Linked DNA regions of Sus scrofa: region 2 is linked to region 1. A link is a contact called in public Hi-C data. All regions are on one chromosome and are shown on one strand. Each heading gives the region's core, a stretch centred on a gene start, on an enhancer-like site or on the middle of the called end of the contact. The rest is flanking DNA. Distances are from core to core; before and after follow the strand shown. Region 1 overlaps LOC102161554 (a long non-coding RNA gene). Region 2 overlaps SSH2 (protein phosphatase Slingshot homolog 2).

Region 1 (4,161 bases), core at 381-2,880:
TGTGTGAGGAAACTGAGGTTTAAGGAATTCCAGGACTCAGAGAGCTATACAAATACCTAGCTAGCTCAGTCACCCACTGGTGTGCACATGTAATTCGATGCAAACATATGCAAAGATATTTACATGCCCATTGTTGCCAGTTCTGCATTTCCTGGCATTTCTATCTGGAACTGGCGGTGCTGTTCTAGCACCGTGACATTAGTGGAAATGGGTGGAGGAGCACCTACTCAACCAGCATGAGTGCTCTAATGTAAAGGGTGAGGTGTTATTGCAAAGAGCACAACGCTGTCTCTAACTTGCCCTAGGACCCTGGATAAGTCATTGAACTGAGTCTTTGGGCCTCAATTTCCTCATCTGTAAAATGAGAGTGCTGGCTCAGTTCTAGAATCTTCTGAATCGAAGCAGCCCCCAAGCTGACTACCTTGTATAGCAGCTCTATACAAACACTCTTGCCCCCATGGCAACGGCCACTCAGCTCTCAGCAGCACTGGTATGCTGCTCCACTCTAGCCAGCAGTAGTATTTCCATCGAAAATTCCTGGGTGAATAGAGGGCTTGAACGGGGGAGGGTTCTGTCGGTCAGAAATCTTAAAGGCTCTGCTTTAAAAGAAATTCTGGAATACTTGTGGGTGCTCCATCAGAAAAACAGCACCAGTGTTTAGTTCACAAAATCACCCTTTTAGTAGGTAAAGGAGTGTCTTAGCTGAGATGAGATTTAAAAGGTCTCTTTGCCCTTAAGTGCTGAGTCAGTGATTGGAGGAGAGTGTGGCCCAAGTTCATTAGCATTGGCGAGAACGTCAAAGGAACATTGCCAGAGGATGTTGAATCAATCTGGATTTTTGAGAAGCGATTCCAGTATTTAATTCCAAGATCCATAGACTTGGATATGACTTTCATTAAGACAGACATTATCAGAACTCCATCTTAGAAGCACAGGGAACCTGGGGCAGAGGGACAAGAATTAAGTTTTGAGAGAAAGGTAACAACTCTTTTCAAGGAAAACAGGATATGTCTTTGAGGAGACTAGCCTATTTCTACTCTACTCTCTATTTTCGAGCCTTTGAAAAGTTGTTCTCCTGAGTCAGTTAACTGGTAATTGTGATGATGACAATGCTGAATTCACGGAGCGTTTTCCTCCTCCACATTGCTTCCTTTAATTTGAGTCCTAGAGTAGAAGGGGGCACTATCTCTTTACAACTCGGTTGTAAATGAAGCAGAAACTCAGTAAGATACCAAGTTTAAAGAATTGACTGCCCGAGAGGGAGTAGTTCCAGGAAAAATGCAATGCGCACTTCACTAGGTCTCCACCTGAGGGCAGCAGTGTTCGCTTTTGCTGCCTCCTTAGGGCTGCCTCCTTAGGGCTGCCTCCTGAGAGATCTGCCATTGCAAGGGCATTGAAGAGAGGAAGAGTGTGGAGGTGGGGGTGGGAGGTTGGAAACCAGGCTGGTGAGTGTGCTCAGCATAAGGCTTTCTATAATTTGAGCCAGAGCTGTGTCCATTGAGCCGGGGGAATCCTGGAATAAATGGATGGTCTCTGCTGAAAACTGTCTCAACAACAGGACAAGAGCGGTGACATCCCGGGCAAATCAAAGTAGGCTGCTCCTTGTAGCTGACGAGTTGGAACCTGCTATTTTTACTCTTGCCACTAGAGGGCAGAATATGAAAAGAAAATTTGAGCTTTATCACTCACTGGCTGTACAATCTGCAGGAACTGTAAATTTCAGAAAGGATAAATCTTGATCTTGCTAACATGCTTATCTGGTCAAGCCATTTCCCTGCTTACACATTTTCAATGGCTCCCTAAAGTCTCCAGAATAAAGTCTGAGCTGATGAGAATGGCATACAAAACCCTTTCTTAAATGTCTTTGGTCTTTCTTAACTGTTAGCCCCTTGCTCTGGACCTGAGCATGCACAACCTTAGGGGAAGTAGTGAAGTGGAAAGGTTGAGGGTGATAAAGCCACTACAAGACAATAGGTCATCCCAGACTTCCTCTTTTCCATCCCTCTCACATTCAATTCTACTACTTCTCTCTCTATTCTCTTAAACTTTGTGAGGGCAGGACCCCATCTACCTTGTTCATCTTTACATCCCTGGTGCCTGGTACTCTTAGTGGGAGCTTATTAAATGTGTATTGACCAGAGTAATAAAAGAATGGATACATTCTTTTCACCGTTACCACCTTGGTCCAGCTCTCTACCTCTCACTTGGTCTGCAATAGGAACCCAAAGGGCCTCCCTGCGTCCCCCTTTATTCCCTAGAATCTGTTCTATACTCTGCAACCAGAGTGATCTTTCTGAAGGACAAATTTGTTTAAAATCCTTCAAGGGTGGGAGTTCCCACTATGGCACCGCGGGTTAAGGATCTAGGGTTGTCTCCGGGAAGGTGTGGATTTGATCCTGTGGTGCAGATCACAGATGCAGCTCAGATTCAGTCCCTGGCCAAGGAACTTCCATATGCTGCAGGTGTGGCCAAAAAAGAAAAAAAATCCTTCAAGGGCTTCCTATTGCTTTTTGTTTTGTTTTTTTGCCTTTTTTTAAATTTATTACTCAGATGAATTTATCACATCTGTAGTTGTATAATGATCACAACAATCCAATTTCACAGGATTTCCATCCCACAACCCAAGCACATCCCCCCACCCCCAAAACTGTCTCCTCCAGAGACCATAAGTTTTTCAATGTCTGTGAGTCAGCATCTGTTCTACAAAGAAATTCAGTCTGTCCTTTTTTCAGATTCCACATGTCAGTGAAAGCATTAATGTTGGTGTCTCATTGTATGGCTGACTTCACTTAGCATGATAATTTCTAGGTCCATCCATGTTGCTAAAAATGCCAGTATTTCATTCCTTTTAATGGTTGATTAATATTCCATTGTGCATGTGTATTTTTTTTTTTTTTTTTTTTTTTTTGTCTTCTTGCCATTTCTTGGGCCGCTCCCATGGCATATGGAGGTTCCCAGGCTAGGGGTCGAATCGGAGCTGTAGCCACCCGCCTACACCGGAGCCACAGGAACGCGGGATCTGAACCGCGTCTGCAACCTACACCACAGCTCACGGCAATGCCGGATCGTTAACCCACTGAGCAAGGCCAGGGACCGAACCCGCAACCTCATGGTTCCTAGTCGGATTCGTTAACCACTGCACCACGACGGGAACTCCATATGTACTCTTTTTTGTTTTGTTTTGTTTTTTGTCTTTCTGTCTTTTGTAGGGCTGCATCCATGGCACATGAAGGTTCCCAGGCCAGGGGTCTAATCGGAGCTGTAGCCGCCAGCCTACGCCAGAGCCACAGCAACACCAGATCTGAGCCGTGTCTTCGACCTACACCACAGCTTACGGCAATGCTGAATCCTTAACCCACTGAGCAAGGCCAGGGATTGAACCTGCAACCTCATGGTTCCTAGTTGGATTCGTTAACCACTGAGCCATGACAGGAAGTCCTTCCTATTGCTCTTAAAATAAAAAATGGTAATCCTTAATACAGCCACAAAGTATAATTTAGCAGTCTGGGCAGTTGCTAGTTAAGTGATCATAAGAAAGTTACTAAATCTCACCAAGTCCTGGTTTCCTCCTCTAAAAAATGTAAACAATAATTATTCCTAATTATTCCTAATAATAATTCATAGGGTTGTTGGGAGGACTAAATAAGCCAATATGTAAATATTAAATGCCCAGCACAGTGTCAGTTCTGTGTTGATAAATGGTAAGTACAGTTATTAGGTCCTGAATAATGTAGTTGCTGCTTGTACCTTACTATCCCCTCTCATTTTCTGGCAGCCTCATTAAGCTGCTTTCAGATCCTAGAATGTGCTATGCTCTTTTTATTCCCCTTCCTCTATCTGGTCCCAATGTAGAGTTTACTTTCTCTAAGAAAGCTTTCTTTTCTTTTCTTCTCCTTTCTTTCTTTTTTGCTTTTTAGGGCCGCACCTGGGGTATATGGAAGTTCCCAGGCTAGGGGTTGAATCAGAGTTACAGCTGGTGGCCTACACCACAGCAATAGCAACTCAGGATCTGTGACTGCCAAATACATCACAGTCTGAGGCAGCGCTGGATCCCAGACCCACTGAGCGAGGCCAGGGATCGAACCTGCATCTTCATGGATACTAGCCGGATTCATTTCCTCTCCGCCACAATGGGAACTCCCTCTTTTCTTTTCTTCTTTT
Region 2 (4,119 bases), core at 1,162-3,661, 360 kb after region 1:
CTCTTACGATCTTCTGGGGTCAGTATACGGTTTAAGAAACTGAAGTCAAATGACTTACCCAAAGATGTTAATTAGTGGGAAAAGAAATTCTGTACTTGCTTGACTACACAAGGAAGAAGAATTCAAAACTCCTTTCCCCCCATAAAGCCTAGAAGCTCTGCCTTTTAAATTTTGTTTAATCTTTTATTTAAACTGTAGTTAAATATATAAAAGTTGCTATCTTAGCCATTTTAAGTGTACAGTTCAGTGCCATTAAACACATCCACACCATGCTGTGCAACCATCACGACCACCCATCCCTATAACTTTTTCTTCTTCCTCAAATGAAACTCTGCACCCATTAAACACAATCTTCCTAGTCCCCTCTTCCAACTCCTGGCAACCAGACTACTGTAGTTCCCCCGCATAAGTGGAATCATACAATATTTGTACCATCACTGGCTTTTTTTTCACTTAGAAGCATGTCTACAAAGTTTATCTGTATTATGGCAAATGTCAGGATTCCCCCCCCCTTTTTTTTGTTTTTGTGGTTTTTTTTTTGCTTTTTAGGTCCACAGATGCAGCATATGGAACTTCCCAGGTTAGGGGCCAAAACAGAGTTACAGCTGCTGGCCTATACCACAGCCACAGCAACACAGGATCTGAGCAGTGTCTGCAACCTACATTGCAGCTCAGGGCAACACCCGATCTTTAACCTAAGGAGCGAAGCCAGAGATTGAACCCACATACTCATGGATACTAGTTGGATTCTTTTCTGCTGGGCCACAACGGGAACTCCAGATTGCTTTCCTTTTTAAGGCTGAATAATATTCAGTTGTATTATATACCACATTCTGTTTATCCATGTATCCACTAATAGACATGTGGGTTGCTTCCAGTACTTTATTTTTTAAAGCATTGTTAACACTTATTTAGACACTGGTTATCCATTTTCAGTATTTTTTTTTTTTTAGGTGCACCACCATAAATCAACACAAAGGAAAAAAGCTGAAATGCAAATGAATCTGATTTGGTAAGAGAACAAACCATTAATTAAAATAATAAATTTGATTTAACATTATCTATAAATAACTTTACACATTACTCTGAGGACATTTAATAAGAGAGGATGGAAAGTTTCTATTGGACATTAAACTAAAAAGTACATCAGGCTTGCCCTGGGAGGAAGAGAGAAGTTGCTTAAGGGCCAGGAGTCTGGGAAAACCTCAGAAGGTGACTCTCCTTGAAGCTACTCAGAGTGTGAGTGGTAATACAATTCAAAGACCAAACTGCTGGTTATCTAAAAGTAACCCTAAACTATTCAACTAGTTTAAGGATGCAACTTGAATAGATGGGAGTACCTCCACTTCGCCCTTTATAACTGCGATTTGAGATTAACCACAAGCTTCAGCACACGGTTCTCAGAAAAATAGCTAAACCACAATAGCAAGGAAGAACACCTCTAGAAACTTTGAAAACAGTGATTAAAGATACAACTGAATCTTGCACTTTAGCGATTGAAGGCTTGGGTTGTGAGCACGCACTACTACAGACGAAGACTGAAAAAGAACCAAACTATTAACATCCAGGTTTCTGAAATAATTCCAGGCTACAACCAGGGGGTGTCAAGAATGGACTGCCTTTCTTTGTATGCACGGTTTACAACCGAAGCCTATGGTCACAGGCAATCTTATTTGAAACAAAAAACTAAAATGACAAACACGGGAGCCTGAGCACCAGCAGGACCCGCAAGGGAGTCCCATGGTTTCCGGCCGGCGGTTCTGAGGCTACTGACCGCCCTTCAGCCCGAGTGCCCCGAAAGGCATACTGCTGTCACTCGGTCATCACCGACAACTTCCTTGGGGCGACCTCACTTTTCAGTCTCTCAAAGTTTACCACAAGTTCTCGCAAAGGATTCTTCTGTCCATCTTCACCCTCGGACTACACCTCCACCCCACTGTGCCCCCGGATGCCCCGAGACCTGCAAGCACGCAGGGTAAGACTTCGCCCTCGCTTGCTTGCTCCCAGCCGCTGGGGAAAGCGGCTGCTGAAAAGCAAACTTCCCGAGTTGCGGAAGGCAGGAGGGCGCGCGGCGCACTCACAGCTGGTTGATGGCGTTCTGCGAGATGACCGCGTTGGCGGAGAAGTAGGGGATCATGTCCGGGCCACCGAGGCTGCAGGTGCAGGCGGGGGGCGCCTTCCTCTTGCGGACCAACGTGCTCAGGGTCATGGAGCTGGCTCACGGCGCACAGCTCCGCATCCTGGCCCCCCGCCCGGCTCGGGCACAAGGCGCTCGCGTTGAACTCGGCGGGACTGGAGGCGCGGACAACGCGGGATCCCGGCGGCGGAACTGAGTCCGCCGGGTGGCGCGGAGGCAGCCGCCGCAGCCCTGGGGCTCGGCTCCGGAGTCCCGGCGGCTGGGCGCTACCAGAAGCCCGCCCCTACTCACGTCCGGGGCGGGGTGGGGCGGGTCCTACGAGGCTGGAGGGTCGGCCCTGCCGGCGCCCCGCCCCGGAGCTCCTAGCACCCACCAGATCCCGCTACCGCGTGCGGGCCTGGGGAGCATGGGTGGGCCGCAAGCCGCGCCTGGAGTAACGCGAGCCGGGGGTCGGGGGAAAGGCTCACATTTCTTTAGAACGTTTGAACAGAAAGGTCCTGCCTCTTAGTTGGCTTTGTTTGAACCTCAAACAAACGTTATTTTTTCAAATGATCTTAAAACTTTAAAAGGCTGTACACCCACAAAATGCATGGCTTCCTATGTGCCATGGGCTAGGAGAATGCAGAAATTAACCGGATTTTTTGTTGTTGTTTAAAGCAAAAGAGTTGAGGTTATGATGGGGAAAAAAAAAATCTATCTACACTGTTGATAACATCTGCTATCCTTGTAAGTAAATTCACGAGGGCTTTCCTAACCAAGGATTCACAGCCTTAACCACACATACGAGTCACCTGTAGAGATGTAAAGACTCCCAATGCCCATCTGCACCCTGGACTAACCAATCAAGTCGGAATTTCTTAAAGCTGAGATCTAGAAAGCAGTTTTTTTCAAAGCTCCACAGTGATTCCAGTGTGCAGCAATGGTCGAGATCACCGTGCCAAATGATCTAGAGAGAGACAGGATGGAGAGACTATATCCTCACTGTACAGATGTGGAAACATTTAGAGTAATGAATGTTGATGAACTCACTTGTAAGTGATGTCACTTAGATAGGACTCCTGCTGTATGTAGGGCTTTCCCCACCAAACCCTATTCCCTGGTGCTTTCATGAGTTTAAGCCTTAATGATTTTCGCAACAACTCAATGAGAAGAGCCTTCCACTTGACCTGGGACCAGCTCTCGGTAAAATGAGAATCTCATTTCTCTCTCTCCTACAAACTATGCAGTGGCTTACAAAAGGAACTGCTTCCCCCGCCCCAGGCACCCCCCCACAGGCACTCAGTAAAGGTTAGCTCCCTTATCTTTTGTCCTTCCTGTCTCATCAGAATAAATATTTTCAGGCATCAGTATTTTTAGCTTTTGTGAATACTTCACTAAAACATTAATATAAAGTTGCTTTAGGTATTCTAGAGCCAAAATTAGTAATTTAAAAAAGCAACTTCAGGAATTCCCTTTGTGGCTCAGCTGTTAAGGAACCTGACTAGGATCCATGAGGATTGGGGTTCGATCCCTGGTGTCCCTCATTGGGTTAAGGATCCGGTGTTGCTGTGAGCTGTGGTGTAGGTCGCATAGGCAGCTGAATCCCCCATTGCTGTGGTGTAGGCCAGCAGCTACAGCTCTGATTCGACCCCTAGCCTGGGAACCTCCATATGCTGCAGGTGCAGCCATAAAAGAGCATTAAAAAAAAAAAAAAAAAAAAAAAAAAGCAACTTCACTATTATAAGATATCATGAGAAAAGATTAGAAGAGAACTATAAGAGAAAAGAGGCAAAAATGAGGAAGAATTCACTTTACTTACTCCTCACCACAGGCTAGAATCAAGAAGAAATAAATCTTTGTTTTATATAAATTTTCAGATCTCTGTTCCTATTGAGTTTGGCAATTTTCAAACTACTAGTAATGAAATAATCTAAACTATAAATTCTGTCTAAACCCAGAATCACTTTTTGTTAGTTGATCCTTCCAGAAAACTTAAAGTTGTT

Evidence for each region. A called contact is a pair of places that touch in the nucleus more often than the background predicts.
Region 2: a contact with region 1 is called in a Hi-C map of embryonic fibroblasts, with 2.1 times the contacts expected there. The contact joins two enhancer-like sites. A contact is called at or near these places in 2 of 47 Hi-C or Micro-C datasets (embryonic fibroblasts and omental adipose tissue).

What each region holds. Positions count from the first base shown.
Region 1 is chr12:45,572,916-45,577,076 of Sscrofa11.1, forward strand. The region is part of intron 2 of LOC102161554 (a long non-coding RNA gene); the gene reads left to right. Among named protein-coding and RNA genes, the nearest start is that of TAOK1, 22 kb to the right of the region's middle. Within about 2 kb of position 1,631, at least 30 of the 83 cell types and tissues checked have an H3K27ac peak or open chromatin away from gene starts, as enhancers often do. A contact at or near this core is called in embryonic fibroblasts, where this site is marked.
Region 2 is chr12:45,929,645-45,933,763 of Sscrofa11.1, forward strand. All of the region lies in intron 3 of SSH2 (protein phosphatase Slingshot homolog 2), which reads right to left. Among named protein-coding and RNA genes, the nearest start is that of CORO6, 120 kb to the left of the region's middle. Within about 2 kb of position 2,412, at least 69 of the 83 cell types and tissues checked have an H3K27ac peak or open chromatin away from gene starts, as enhancers often do. A contact at or near this core is called in embryonic fibroblasts, where this site is marked.